2 separate regions of the Rattus norvegicus genome follow, and region 2 is linked to region 1. Evidence: chromatin contacts called from public Hi-C data. All regions are on one chromosome and are shown on one strand. The core of a region is the stretch at or near the end of the contact, and the rest is flanking DNA. Distances in the headings are between cores, read along the strand shown.

Evidence for each region. A called contact is a pair of places that touch in the nucleus more often than the background predicts.
Region 2: a contact with region 1 is called in a Hi-C map of psoas muscle, with 1.8 times the contacts expected there. The contact joins two enhancer-like sites.

The regions. Positions count from the first base shown.
Region 1 is chr6:13,760,502-13,763,842 of GRCr8, forward strand. All of the region lies in intron 11 of Prkce (protein kinase C, epsilon), which reads right to left. Among named protein-coding and RNA genes, the nearest start is that of Epas1, 140 kb to the left of the region's middle. Within about 2 kb of position 1,515, at least 12 of the 93 cell types and tissues checked have an H3K27ac peak or open chromatin away from gene starts, as enhancers often do.
Region 2 is chr6:13,867,523-13,870,863 of GRCr8, forward strand. The region is part of intron 10 of Prkce (protein kinase C, epsilon); the gene reads right to left. Among named protein-coding and RNA genes, the nearest start is that of Prkcel1, 61 kb to the right of the region's middle. Within about 2 kb of position 1,544, at least 23 of the 93 cell types and tissues checked have an H3K27ac peak or open chromatin away from gene starts, as enhancers often do.

The DNA of each region.
Region 1 (3,341 bases), core at 265-2,764:
GCTAGTACCTGAGACTTAATAGACCAGAAAAGAAATGGGGACAATGTCTGTGCTTGTCTTGAAACCTTGAAGGAGAAGTGCTGAACACCCCATGCTGCTACAAACCCAGAAGCTGTGTTTGAATGCTCCACTCCCTCGAGTGTTTGTTCCACAGAGCTTAGGCCTCCACGCCACATAGTTGACAGGAAATTCTTAGTTACTTGAGATAAGAGATCAGGAAAATGATTTCAGGGGTGCCAGCATTTGGATCACTCTTGAGGCAGGTGGTGCAGAAACTGCTTGTCTGAGGCTGACTGGTTAGTCAGGGAGGAATGGAAGTGCTCCTGGCGCATTTCCAAACACCTCCAGTATTTCACAAGACACTCAGGAGAAAGGCGAGCTTTCTCTGTGGAGTCAAAACGCCCTCTGGTTAAACGCCCCGGGCTATTGTAGCAAATGGTAATGACTGGCTGGTATCATCTGCCTGGCATCCTCTGTGGCAACAACCCAGCCTCTCTTTCAAGAATGCTCAGTCACTCAAAGGCCACATGAGGCCAAGCAGGGAGGCAAGTAAGGGGTAGCCATTATCTTCATAAACAAAAGCATGCTGAAGTATGAAGCCTGTGGAGTGATTCACTGTTTTGTTCTGTGTTCATCAGAGGAAGAAACCTACATTTTTGCAGATCAATCATTTAAAATCCAAAGAGCTGCTATGTGGAGGGTGAGGGAGGGGGAAGTGGGTGTGCACACGAGTGCCTCTGAGTGTAAAGGTCAGCATTGGGGGGTTCTTCAGTAACTCTCCACCTAGTATTTTTTGAGGCAGGGTCTCTCACTGAATTTAGAGTCAGCAGGCCTCAGGGGTCCTGTTGCTTTAGCAGTTATAGGGTTAACGGTTTGCATCGCCACATCCCCACCACTTTGCATGGGTTGTTGGGGTATCAGGCTCACTTTACCAACTGAGCCATCTCTCCAGCCATCACTGTCTCTTAAAAATAAGATATTTTGTGTGCTGGAGTATTTTACCTACAATGTAGGTATCCACACCAAATGGCGTACCTGGTGCCCACAGAGCCCAGAGGTGTTTTTGGGTCCTGTGGAACCAGAGTCACAGATGGTCATGAGCTGCCATGTGGGTGCTGGGAATCAAATCCCGTCTTCTGCAAGAACAGCCAGTGCTGTTAACCACAGAGCTATTTCCTGGCCCCAGTCATTGCTATCTGTCTGTCTGTCTATTTGTCTATCTATTTATATTCTGATCCCTTGACACAGGGATTCTCTGTGTATCCCTGGTTGTCCTGGAACTCTCTCTGTAGACCAGGCTGGCCTCAAACTCTGAGATTCCCCAAGTCCACACCACCACCCGGTGGTGTCTGCCCAGCTATCACTGCCTTTTAAAGAGATTTTCTCCAAACGCTTTCAGGTCAAGCCCACTGTTGACTCCTAACGTCTAGTTTTTATCTATCCCCGCCCTGCAATCTTGAAGGCTATTGCTTTCGTGATTCTTAATTTGATGGATTGCCCAGGCTGATCTCAGACTCCTGAGTCCCTCCCACCTCAGCCTTCCCAGCTGGCTGGAACTGGATGTGTGTCCTACTACACCCTCCAGGGAGGACTCTTATCTGCATTTTTCTAATTGAGAAAAAAAAAAGGGTCTGGGGACATTTATTTTTTAACTGATCCCTGACACACAGGTGGCAGGAAACCACTTCCATGTGCTTAACCACTTTGCCCTGTTGCCTGAGGTGAATTGAGTGCGTCCACGCTTGGCCCTTCTGTGGGACAGCAAGCATTGCTGCTACCACAGGATGGCTGTTCTGACTCATGGAAACACATTTATAAGATGAAACTGATAAGCCAGACAAGGGCATTTTCACCACACGGACTTATCTAGGGAGAGCAGGCCTTCACCTACTGTTCTGACAGCTAAAGACTCAGGTGTCAAATGGCTGGCTTAGAGCCAAGACAAGTAACCTGGGGGTGTACCCGGGAAGTAGGGCTTGGAGTCACTGCAGAGTAACTTATCTGATTGTAAGCCTCGATGCTTGCTTCCTACAAACCCATAGCAAGGGCCCGGATAGATGGCTCAGCGGGTGAGAGCCCACACTTCTTTTGGAGAGGACCCAAATTGGGTTCTCAGTATCTACAGCAGGTGGCTCCTACCAGCCTGTAACTTCAGTTCCAAAGACCCTGACTCCATCCTCTAACCTGCCTGGGGACTTGCATTCACTTGAAACCACACACAAAAACCAAAATACAACTTCTTTAAAGTTCACATCGAGGAAGGCTTGCACATGCTTAGCTTTTGCTGGGTAATTTCCTGACCCCTGTTGATGGAGAACAGGTATTTGTATCCCCTGTCATGGGGAAGAGGCTCCAAGGCCATCATGATATTCATATCTGGTGTCCCACCCCTTGTCATGTCACCAACCAAGTACATGTCACCATGGACTTATCAAAATGGCTACTTGGGATCCGATGTACAGACTAGATCTGAGGACAGAGATGTCAAACAAGTTGCTTCCCTGTGTTTCTCTGACCAAACGTGGAGAGATGAGGTGGTTAGCTCCATGCTGAAGACCTAACATTGTTAGGATCCACTGGCAACTGGAAGCTGTGAGACTTGAACCTTCAAACCTAACTGTTGTACACTAAATGCTGCCATCTCCTCTTGGGAGCAAATCTTTGTCAGTGCGCACTTAAACAAAACAAACCAAACGCAATTTTAAACCCGTGTTCTGCATGTATTCAGTAGTATCCTAAGATCTGAGGGCACTGTGTAATGAGGGGACCCGTGTCACCTTCATCAGTCTGGTCCCTGGCCTCACAAGTTACCATGTCCCCTCAAAATCAAAACAGGAGACACAGATGTCTGTAGCTGGTTCCCGTGTCTGCCCTTGGTGTCCTAGCATTGGCCCCACTTTGTGTCTTTCATGCACAATGAATGACTCCATGGGGAAGAAGCCTCTGAGTTGCCACAGTGCCTGGTACAATATGGCCTCTCCATAGTAGTCGGCTGAATGGGTACAGTAACAAGTAAGTAAAGAGACGATTCCTCAGATCCCATCCCTGCTAGCCATGTTTCCAAGTAACACACAGAACCACTTAAACATACTATCATTGGGAACTATTAAGTCACCAGAGGCGGCGCATCTGATGTCCTGTGGCCTCCACCCTAGTCTTCCCATCACTCAGGAAGAGATCAGTGCAACCAGGCTTCCTCTGTATCTCCTACGCACTACGGGATTCAAACTCTCCTTGTTGCCAATTCTCCCCCTCTGTCTAACCACATGGGTCTCAAGACAGCTCCTCACATTCAGCCACTCTGTCCTGCCTTGGGGACCTTTGTCATTCCAGCACCGCCT
Region 2 (3,341 bases), core at 294-2,793, 110 kb after region 1:
TGAGCACACACGCACACACCCTACCTCAACAAGGCACCTCCACGAACCCTGAGTGTGAATATAAAAATTAGCAGCATTGGAGTGAGCAAAGAGGTGAGCAGAATGAGTGTGCCCCTTCATGTTGGAAAACGTGCCAAACAGACCCACGTGGAAGAATACACACACACACACACACACACACACACACACACACACACACACACAAGTGTATAAATGTGTCTATCACTTCGTCCCCAAAGTTAGAGAATTTGTTTTTTGGCTTGGGTGTTTTGTTTGTTTGATCTTTCTTTGAGTCAATCTTCATATACAGAGAGAGTCGCCTCAAACTTTCTATCCTCCTGCCTCAGCCTCCAAGTGTTCAAAGGTGATAAATCCTATGTTTATTTTACCATAATAAAATGTGGAAATATAGAAGAAAATCTTCTTTCCGTGTTTCCTTACATGTAAAGAAGCTACCTTATGTGACAGACTCTAGACTAAGAGGCAGCACTCCTCCCTGTCTGCCCTGAGGTGGGCACACTGGAGCAAAGTGAGCCCTATAACTTTGCACTTCATTCTAGAATGGGTCCTTGCTTCAAGACCTGGGTGACCACTTTCTTCATGCAGCCTGATTGGTATGAAATTATGCGGCCCCTCTACTTGCACTCTTATCCCCCTCTCCACGTCCCTCGGCTCTCCTCAGGCAACGGAGATTGGCACTCAGTGACTTTACACACCGACCCTCCTATCAGAGTCTCCATAAGCCCTCAGTCACTTGCAGGCCACAGGGCCCTGAGTGTAAATTGGCTAAGGAAGAGAAATGGCATTGCCGCCCACCCATCCTGCTCACACAGGATGTTCTTCAGCACCAAGATGTGCTTCCTCGCATCACTGGATAAGACACTGTGTCACACAGAGCCCAAAGCATCCACGTAGACTCTCTTCACCTAACGCTGGAGAGCATTACCAAGCCCAGCACTACCACTTCCAATCTTCTACTGTCGAGCCCGTAGCATAGAGTCCCGAGGGCTGCTAATCCAAACCATCTAGAGGTATTGAACATCGAGGGCTTTTGTTTTCTAGAAACAGCCAGCAAAGGGGCCAAAAGCCCTCCAACTCCTCCCAGGCCCCACCACCCCAATGTCACCTGGCCTAGCAGGATCATGGCCTACCCTTCAGGTTGCTTTCTCCGTTCTCTTAGGTGGCCTGATTATTCACTAGATCTTTCTCTCTCCTGGTCACCTTGTACCCCCGCCATCCCTTCTTTTCTTTAGGGTTTGCAGTTTTGTTAAAAGTTAAAAAAAATTAGAGTTCTTTGAAACTACAAATCCTCTACTATGTTGTCAACACTTGCTCCAGGCAGCTCTCCCCTTGCCCACAGAGATGATTAAATCACATTTGAAAAACATCACCAGTTGCTTTTTAAGGATTCTCCACGCCACCCGTTCCCCAGGGCTGGAGGGAGGCTGGTGGGCGGGTGGAGATCCTGTAGAGGCTCAGCCCCATTCCCAGTTTCCCTCACAGCAAAGTCCTCCAGGATTTGGCTTCCCAGGCCTGGCAGGAAATGCCAGAGGGTGGGGGATGGGTACAGTGTGCAGAGATGCAAGTTTTAAAGAGGCAATGCCACGGGTGAGACTGGCCAAGTCGGGTTTTGTGGGATCCAGTTGGAAGGGATGGTTTTGTAATGGGGATGATAAAACACAAACACACAACATCTAGAAGGGCCTGGGAATTTTAGTTTTCTGTTAACCACAAAAATCAAAATAAATCTATCTCTTGGGAGCCCTCTGAGCTCCAGAGGCCAATGGAACAGGAGATTTCTGAAAAAGGAGCTTCTGTACCAGGTTCACACCTGGAGCAGGAAGGCCATGCTCTTTAGCACCAAGAGGGACACTTCAGTCCCTAACGAGGGTCCCCAGCACTGCCATGCTCCTTTCCCTCAGCCTCTGACTCCACAAGAGTCTGTTCTCCTTATTTTCTCAGTATGCACCCTTCCCCACAAACCTCACCTCTTTTTCCTTATCATTTGTCCGCAAAGAAGCAGGAGAACGGAGCTGTGAAACCTAGTGTGGGGAACACGTCAAGATGAACTCTAGAAAGGACTTTGGAGCCCATCTCTAGGTGCCCACCTTCTTCCCAATGCTTGCCCTATTTCAAGGGCCAGCTCTGTAGCTTCCGTAGCCTGATTTAGGTTCTCTAGAAACTCAAAACCACAGCAGGATCTCAAGTCTAGCACAAGGCCTGAACTTGATGGGTATGTATTTGTGGTTTTATTGACTGGCCTATCTGCCCATTCTCATTAGTGCTGGGTGCCAGAATCGTTTTATTTGCTTTTTATTTCCCAGAGTCTGTGCAAGAAGACTACGGCACAGCCAAGGACAGAACAGCTTTGTAGACAGAAATCTTTTTTTTTTTTTTTGGTTCTTTTTTTCGGAGCTGGGGACCGAACCCAGGGCCTTGCGCTTCCTAGGCAAGCGCTCTACCACTGAGCTAAATCCCCAACCCCGTAGACAGAAATCTTAAGTCACTATTTGAATTCAGCATGGTCCCCCAGCAGGCTGCAGCTGCCAGACTCGACTGGGCCATTATGGTTACTGTTGATGGCTCTGCACGGTGATCATTGCTGGATGCCGGAAAAGACACAGGGCCTTCCTTACTCTACACCCTTCCACGCTCTGCCAGCCGGTCTGTACCCATCTTAAAGCGCTGCACAATCTGCTGGGATGCTCTCAAGGAAGTTTCTGGGAGAGCCATTCCTCCCCATATCCTAGAAACCGAGTCTATTGGTGACTTTTCCATTGTTGTAACCAGACACCATGACCAAGGCCACCTAAGAGTAAAGAGTTTCTTGGTGCTTATGGTTCCAGAGGGGTGGAGTCCATGATGGCATAGCAAAGATGTGGCAGCGGAAGCAGTGGGCTGGGGGCTCAGATCTTGAGTATCATGTGGGAAGCAGAGAGCACATTGGGAGTGGTGGGAGGCATCTAAAGTCTGAAGCCCAGCCCCAGTGACACAGTTCCCCCACAAAGCCACACCTCCTAAGACTCCTCACACACCAAGTAGAGACCAACTATTTAAATGTCTGAGCCTGGAGGCGTCCTTCTCATTTAAACCACCTCACTGAGGCTCAGCCCAAACCTGACTTAACACCGGCTGTTGCTCTGCCCGTTCTAATCAAGGACGAGACAAAAATCTTGATAGGATTGAAACAGATCTTTGTGGTTCTGAGTCATATACCTTGGTCAAAACCACGACGGAATCAGTGACTGAGGGATGGGACTTTTTTTCAGGAAAAACAACATCCAAGCAAGATTGAAAATTGACAGCTGATTATGGCTGCCCTCTCTGCTTCCAGTCCTGCC